2 separate regions of the Drosophila melanogaster genome follow, and region 1 is linked to region 2. The links are chromatin contacts, called in public Hi-C maps. All regions are on one chromosome and are shown on one strand. The core of a region is the stretch at or near the end of the contact, and the rest is flanking DNA. Distances in the headings are between cores, read along the strand shown.

Region 1 (4,205 bases), core at 1,294-3,793, 430 kb after region 2:
GACACATAAAAAACAAAATTTTCAACAAATTGATTAAATGAAAAATGTGCAAATAAAACCCGTCTTATGAATAAGTACATGATGAATGAGTGAGGTTGGTGCAAAATTATTTACGATAAATGTGTTAAATAAGATAATAAAATAAAAAGATATACCATGCGTTTTCACGTATTTAAATGATTTTAATTGGAGTTTAATTTAGTTTTTAAGTTTTACACGGCATTTCTTGGCATTTACATTGCAAGAGACGGTAATTCTCTAATAAAAACCCGTCAACCGCCCAAGGTTGGGCCAACCTATAAGGCCAACTAGCTAAAGTATTCAAACATTTTTGGTCAGACTTGTTTCACAAATGGTTTCTGCGCTCGTTGGGCTAAAAAACAAGTTTTTATCGGCGTGTCAGCAATGCTTCCCGCTTCAAAGTGCCTGTTTGAACTCATTACTCAATTAACAGGTAGCTTATCAGCCGCCCATGTGCGCCAAGAACTATGAATTGGGGAACCTGATGAGCTCATTTCGTGGTGAGGATAGCGAAATAACACTTATATGAGTACGAAATTGAGAGGGAAGGCCCCCTGATTTGATTTGCATAGACCGATTAAAGCTAGCGAAGCTGATAAAGTGCAAAATCAATCGGGGAATTGGGGTGAAAATTAAAAATAGACCAGACTGTAGATGGGGCAGTTGAGGAATCCAATATACTATATACATATATGGAGTTTTAAGGCTATAAAAATCGATAAGCTTTTATGGTGTCATACCATTTTATTGAACTGATTTTGAAAAAGTTGTTGAACCTAAAAATACCTATACTTTATGGTTATAAATAATTATAAACGCCAAAACTATAATTATTGTGTTTGATGTTCTAGAATTTCTATAGCTTATCAGATAAGAGATGTTTAACAAAATTTATGACATGGTATTTCTTTCTCTGCAGAATATTGCGTGAGGTGGTCATAAAATTTGAGGGCCAACTGACTGACTTTATTGATTTCTGGTCCCCGGCTTCTTACCCTTCTTTTGCTCTCTAACTCTCTTTTTCTACCCATTTTTGGCTACTATTTTTCGCCAGCTTTAATGTCAATGACCACAGACGTCAGCTGATGCATAATAAACAATTGTTGGCTGCGTTTTTACATAATTAAGGGTATATAAACAAGAAAGAGATACGAAGAGAGCAAGAATGATGTGCAAAGAAAGCATATTTCTGCGATTGTATTTCCGCTTGGAACACTTTTATAGCCTCATTATCTCGTGTTTGTGTTACTTGTACGATACGAGTGGGTCTGAATGTGGATGGTAAGGAGCAGAGAACCAGAACAGATTAAACCTACTTATTGTGCGTTATCAAATTTAAGGGAGAATCAGAAACGCCCGTATGATTCAGTGAATAGTATAAATTAGTCAATGGTATCACAGTGAATTTTCCTGGCTATAAACTATCAATGGACTGCTATTGAAACTTAAGACTATTCCCATTCCGAGTGATCTGGTTACTTCTCAGTGGGACAAGATGAAAGAGGGCTTTTGTGGATGGACTATTACCTTCTCCGACATGACCATGTTGTTGTCCTCGGTACCGTAGACAGTTTCAGCTCCGGACTGTGGTCCTCCATTGTTGAGCAGTGCATCATCGTTGTCCATCATGATGAATGGTGTTTGGGTGGATCGGAGGATCTCTTTATTTATAAAGGAGGTGTGCTCTCTACTCTTTAGGAAGGGCGAGGGGCGGTAGGGTGCTGCACTTGACTGCTGTTGATGGGTCGTACGTCACGCGTTAACCGTTATGCAGGCAATGGCTTTTCAACCCCACCAGAATAACAACACGGTAGATGGGGAAGAAAAGAGGGAGAAAAAGAGAGAGAGACTCCCACACACACGCACACACCACACACAGACACTTGACTTTTTGATGATTTGTGAGATTATATTTATATTTTGAACAGATCTCTAGTATATTTAAATAAACTGCACTTTAGCTGGCTTCTGCGTGTCACTTATTATTTGCGTTTTCGTTTTGCGCCCCTCTTTCTTCTCTTTCACATCCATTCACAATATTTGATTGACTAGATTTCATCGTTTTTCGCGTTTGCTTTTCGATGTATTTTCAGCAATGTTACTCGCGAATTTCACTGCCGACGCCTTCGCGGCCATCCGTTGCTTACGATTGAGCACTAAATTTAAGCGAATCAGTGGTTTTTCACACCATTTTTGCAATAAATATTGAAACACTTTGCAGCGCAGCTACGATGTGTGGGTGGGTGTGAACGTGTTACCCTGAAAATACCGATCACCTTGCATTGGCGAAGTGGTATTTTTAACTAGGTGTTTTACGGTCGCACTTAAGTAATGTTTAGCAAATTATTACACCGTAACTTACTAAAATTAATTATATTTATTTCTAATATTTTCGATTTATGTAAAGTTTAAATTTAGAAAGGCCCTTGTTTGAAAAACCGTCAGCAAATATTTGAAAAATACTAAGACATTCACAATGGGGTGTTCAGCTGTTGAGCTATTCGTTATCGAATAGTTTTGGCTTGTTGGTTTGGTATTTTTTCGATAGCTTCAACGTCACGCCGTCCAGTTGCTGTTGTTGTTTTTAATAATTTCGCCTGGATTTCCATTTGTTTAAATAAAAAATGGTTTTTGTAAAGAACTGGGATGATTTCGAGATTGCCGTCGAGAACATGTACTTGGCCAATCCACAGAACTGTCGACTTACCATGAAATACGCGCACTCCAAGGGCCACATTCTGCTAAAAATGACGGACAACGTTAAGGTTTGCACCCAATTCCATTATCAGTGCAAAACACATTTTTAAATTTTTACTTCATTAAACCACAGTGTGTGCAGTACAAAGCGGAGAACATGCCGGATCTCAGAAAAATCGAGAAGATCACCAGCAACTTGGTGGGACACATGGCGTCCAAGGAATAGAACGCAGAAAAACAGAAACTTTTTGGCCACGGCGACACTTCTGCCCAGGAACAACAACAAAGATCATAGCACATGCATGAGCATATGAATCGGCCACGAATGTTGTTGTTGCTTCGCCGGAGCAGGTGTGTGCTTGTGTGTGTGCCATCAACACCCGCATTGAATTTAGTTTTTAAGCACCAAAAAAGCCGCCGAGTTTTTGACATTCGAATGTGGCGATCAGAGTAGCTGCTGCATTTAGCCTGCTTTTAAACGACATTTTATAAATGTCTGCTCTGTACACGTTGCGAATGAACTGCGGATGGAATCATCATCATCATTACTTCTCTTCTGGTGGTCCAAATCCCCATCTGCAGGCAGCGGCGGCGGTGCAAAATGTTTTTCATAATGTTAACCATACGGTTTTGTATTTATCGTAAGAGTCAATCGGTCTTTCAACACATTTCCATGAAACGATTAGCATGAAATAAATCAAGGGAGAACTGAAAAATGCAACGAGACTAATCAATCTTTTGGTGTTTTTATCATTAATTTGGTTTAAAAACCCCATTTTATATATATCTAGATCAATCAATCTATTCCAAAATTAAGTTTCCAATAGGTAATGCAACCAAACCTGCCATATTTTTCACATAAAAGAATATTTTATTCGTTCTAAGTATTACTCATGTTACCTGAAATGGATGTAATTTCTTTCGGAGCATATCAAAAGAATTTATTAATATTTCCAGCACAAGAAGAGGGAGTAGTTGGCATTCGGAGACGTTTTCCGAAGAACTCTTAATTGCCTAACCATTAAAGCGATTAAACAGCCCGAGCAAACAGTTAACAAGCCACCTGAAAGCAGGAGGAGGAACCGAAGAACCACCGATGGGAACTGGAAATGGACAGCGGAATGGGATGCTGGCTCACTTAATAATCCGAGAGCAAATATTGGTTATTTGCCTGCGAGAGGCACTCGAGTTTATTTGCCGCAGGAGATTGACAGCAGCCCGCCGCAAAAGATTGATGGAACGACTGGAACCGCTGGCCACTGGATTGGACAATTGGACACTCGGACATTGGGACACTGGACGATCGGTAGTCCACAAGTGTTTGCTGAGAATGCAGAATGCACTCCGTTTGAGGTGGGATCTATCTACATACATACCTGTTGAACGGGAGGCAACTCAGTAGCCACCTTGGATTAAGTCGAAGCGTTTGCTTGACCCACAGAGATCCGCTCGAGCGGACCTTTTGATCAGCCCTCCACCAACCCTAC
Region 2 (4,303 bases), core at 1,703-4,202:
ACGCCATTATACTGCTCAATAAAGAAAAACCTACATTAAGCACCAAACCATATGTATAAGTAGCCATTTAAAACACTAGAGTATTTAATTCATGATACGAATTTATTTTAGCACTTAACCTAATACCAAAAAGGAAATTTTTCTCTGTGCACTCGAAAGCGAAAAGAAGGAATAGTAACATAAAAGCCCGCGCCTCGCTGGCTAATTGGAATTGAAACATAAATTAAGCGTCCAATTCGGAGGCGAAGACGGCAGAATGCAACTAAAACTTTACGACTTCTTCACTTTGGCCAATTGCGAGTTCGACTTCCGCATTCACATGCCGTTCTGCACTTTTACGTTTTGTCGTAATCCCCGCCAATTACGATACTAGCCACTAGTCACCCACTACACACACTCCTCTGTTGGCCAAGTTTTGTAGTTCTTACCGCTGGTGTTGCATCCACATTGACAGCTTAGATTAAGTGTTGACCATAAATTGGCACGGTTAGTTGGCGCTTGTATTTATGAGGCCAGTGCAGTTGCCATTTAGCAGGTCGAATTTATATACTGGCAATTACAAGTGGTTGTTCATTTGTTTAAAGATTTAATGTGTATATTTGTAATAAACATAAATTTCTTCAGTACATTGGTGATATTTAGGTACATATTTTGATAAGCACTTGTTTGAACAAATTTCTATATTATAAATTACGAGAGAAATAAAATATTAACCACAAAACTCTGTTGAATCTGAACTACTGGCACACGGGTTAAATTCCGCCATGAATGCTAAGGTTCCTTGGTGTTATATTGCCAATCAGCTGCGGAAACCACCCCACCCACTCGCACACCAAGGCCAGTCTCATTTTCCCCCACACCGCATGCTCCTTGGCCATCCGTAGTTTATGGCACAAAGGGGACTTGGCTTCAATTTTCTTTATATTACAGCTTGATTTAATTTGACGTGAGACTTGCTCTGGGGCCCTGTTCTTGACCAGACCGAAATTAGAAATGTAGCCATGCAATGCGGAAACTCGTACTTGAATACATTTCTAATTCTGATTCTGAAGTGAAGCGATTACAGGTTACATTCGGGAAAATTCAAATGTTGCTTAATGAAAATATGAACAATTGGAAAAAGCAAATGTCATTTACCAGCTGCCAAGAGCAGCGACTTATCAATCTGCCCGATTGATATAATTTCATAAGGCGACCTTTGCCCCCGCCCACAACAACAAAAAAAAAAAAACACTTTCAATGTAGTGCCACGCCCACCCACTGTGACAGGAAAAACTTTTGGTGCAAAAAAGTAATAAAAAGTAACGGAAAGCGTTAGCTTAATAACAAATGGAAAGCGGAAAACGAGAGGGCAGTGCTGGTCGAAAAAAAGGGAATGATAATGAAAATGAAAATGCATAAACAGAAATCGTTGACAAGGCGGTGGGCGGAATGTACTGGGCGCTTAGATGAAGGACGGCTGCGTGGAAAACTCATTAAAACTTTTCACAGCCCATTTAAAAGCAATTTGTAAATTGTAAAACTTGCACTTGGACCGCGCAAAGTCGGTGAAAAACGTTAATAATTATTATTTATACTTTCACGCCAAGCATAATCCATATTGTAAGCGAAATGTAGGCTGAGCATTTTAATACAATTAACTGTTTGTAATTTGTACATCAATTTTCTCAAAATGCTTAATTGGGAATCAAACATTTAAACATAGCATATATCCTGACAACAAGCTTACAAAAACATCTTTTATTATTAAAAAAAAAATCTACAAACTTTAAGCAAGGTATTTTTTTGAAAATACTGTAATTAATCATTCAATTGCTTGCTAAAAACTCAGTTAAAAAAAAAAAAAATCCTCAAAGAGAATGGTGCACTCGGCAATCTGCCACTGCCCATTTCCGTGGCATCTTTTCAGTCCGGAAAATAAGGGCTCGTCGCAATCACTTTGAGCCCGTGGAAAGGCTCACAATCGCAGACATTAAATCAAATTTCCGCACAATTCCGGCAAGGGGTATGCGAAAAATTGTGTTAGCTGCGGTTGGCTTTCCTTCGCAGCCTTCTGCTTATTTTACTTCCACTACCGATGCCACAGCGCCACTTAAATATTCAAAGCGAAAAGTTGCCCTACACCTTTGCGTCTTGGCTGACTTTCCCCTGTTTTCCGTGTTTTCTTTTCTTTATTATTCAAACGCCGCTTTTCATGTGCAGTGCCCAAAAATTCCCACAGGATGCAGTCAAAGGCGGTGGGGTGATTAAGGGTTGGTGTGGGGTTAGGGGCGAAAAGGTTGATGGGTGAATTGTATTTCACATGTGCAGTTCTTTAAACGTTTTTATAGCGCTCATCTCGCTCATGCCCCACACGCTTTACATTGTGGGCAAGAGTCTAGGCAATTCCCTGGAGATATTATACCTTTCGGTTAGGTTAGGATAGCAAAGAATGTTCAAAAACAATATAAATAAAACAGATTAATATATTTAGTACAAATTCAAAAGAACCGCCTAAGTGGTTTTTAGGGCTGCCAGACAAGAAAAAAATTCGTGCACTCTGGTTTGAGTCAATGCTAACAGTGCTGTATTCTTCTTTGTGTTTGCCACTGAAATAATAATTTGGGTATTTTAGGACATTTTGTGTACTATATGCTGAGCTGGCAACTTATCTATTTTGTAGACATATGCAGCTATTATATTTTAAACTTCAGACAAATTAATATAATATATTATATTTTAATCTTAAGACAAGTTGTTATAATATATTTTTGTTATAATATATTTTAAGCTTCAGAAAAAAGGTTATTTATCTGCATATTCCAATTTTTGTAATCGTTACCAAACTCAATAAAATAATTTTCAACTGCTCCATACAATACATATCATTTTTGACAGATCGCTTAATTTTTGCTTTAAAACGGAATTTATTTATCAATACCTGCTAGTTTAGCTTTTTACAAGATGGCATTTGGCTGCTCTTTCACTCCGAGAGTTGGCAACACTGCCACACTGTCAAATTCCAGTAATTATTCTCGTCCACTGCTGTTGTTGAATTGCAAAGTCGCTCGGCGCGTTAGCATAGAAGCCCAGCATATATTTGCCCGATCCGAAAGCAGGCGGAGATCAGTGAAAACGTATACATATTTACCGCTAGTTGAGCAGTGCGAAAACGTGTCCGGAAAAGCCAAAGGCCAACGACAGCGAGTGCGAGCGAGAGAGCAGGTGACAGCGACACCGACAAGATTCCCCGCCTTCCCCCCTCCACCAACGAACCCTTTTCGACTGTTTTTTTGCACGGCACGGGGAAAACCGAAAGAAAAACGAGATTTTCAATTGATTTGCGACGCAGTCCGGCCGGAAAATGCTCATAAACCTTAAGGTGAAGACCTTAGATGCGCGCATCCACGAATTCAGCATCGACAATGAGGTAATGTTTGAGGTTGTGTGTCCAGGTCTAGGGGCTTCTTTATATCCATGCACCCCACCCATTTCCAGCTCACCATCCGCCAGTTCAAGGACCAAATAGCCGAGAAGACTAACATTGCGGCGGAAAACCAGCGTATCATCTACCAGGGTCGCGTTCTGGTCGATGATAAGCAGGTGAAGGAATATGGTGAGTCATGCCCCCGGGAGCACCCACATATATATATGCACTTATATCTAATACAACAATATCAATGCCCATGCAGATGTGGATGGCAAGGTGCTCCATGTGGCCGAACGACCACCATTCTCGCAGCGCGGAGCCAATGCCCGCAACAATGATGAACCCATGCGAACCTTCCGCAATGTGGCACGTCCGCCGCCGCCCGGAATGCGTACTTCTCCGTACTTCCGCGCCCTCGATGGAATGCTGGTGGGCACCATGGCCATACCGGTGAACAATGGTCCAGTAGCTGGGGTAAGCCATTAAGATGAAAGCTCTTTCAACACGCGTATTTAAACGTATCTTAGCAGACACGTCCTCCACCGAATCGTTATCCCAACTCGTCGTCCTTCTGCATTAACCGCATCACGGTCGCCCTGCACATGATCGATTGCGCTGACAATATAGCAGCTTATCTGGAAAATCCTGCCGTTGGCCTGAACAATCAATCACTGGACATTCTGCAGCGCGGTCGCTGGTCGATGGAGTCCACAGTCGTGGAAGTAGGTGTCTCCTCGACTGATCTGCCACGCAACAATAACATCATCGATATGGTCCAAGATGCCGTGACCGCTGCTCTTTCGCATACAGGAGCACGCAACTATACGGTGGTTCAGCTGCCCACGGTTTATACCAATGAGAATGGCGAGACGAGCCAGCAGAGAACAGCCGAAG

The links. A called contact is a pair of places that touch in the nucleus more often than the background predicts.
Region 1: a contact with region 2 is called in a Hi-C map of the Kc167 cell line, with 2.6 times the contacts expected there. A contact is called at or near these places in 2 of 107 Hi-C or Micro-C datasets (the D17-c3 cell line and the Kc167 cell line).

The regions. Positions count from the first base shown.
Region 1 is chr3L:7,933,830-7,938,034 of dm6, forward strand. It overlaps Srp9 (Signal recognition particle 9), which reads left to right and starts at 2,544. Exons shown (of 2, transcript NM_139906.3): 1 at 2,544-2,786; 2 at 2,852-3,429. The coding sequence starts at 2,646. The coding sequence ends at 2,944. It overlaps syd (sunday driver), which reads right to left and starts at 2,291. Exons shown (of 14, transcript NM_001300046.1): 1 at 1,549-2,291. The coding sequence starts at 1,650.
Region 2 is chr3L:7,508,034-7,512,336 of dm6, forward strand. It overlaps CG7546, which reads left to right and starts at 2,953. Exons shown (of 10, transcript NM_168217.4): 1 at 2,953-3,409; 2 at 3,478-3,595; 3 at 3,672-3,883; 4 at 3,940-4,303. The coding sequence starts at 3,344. It also overlaps asRNA:CR45896.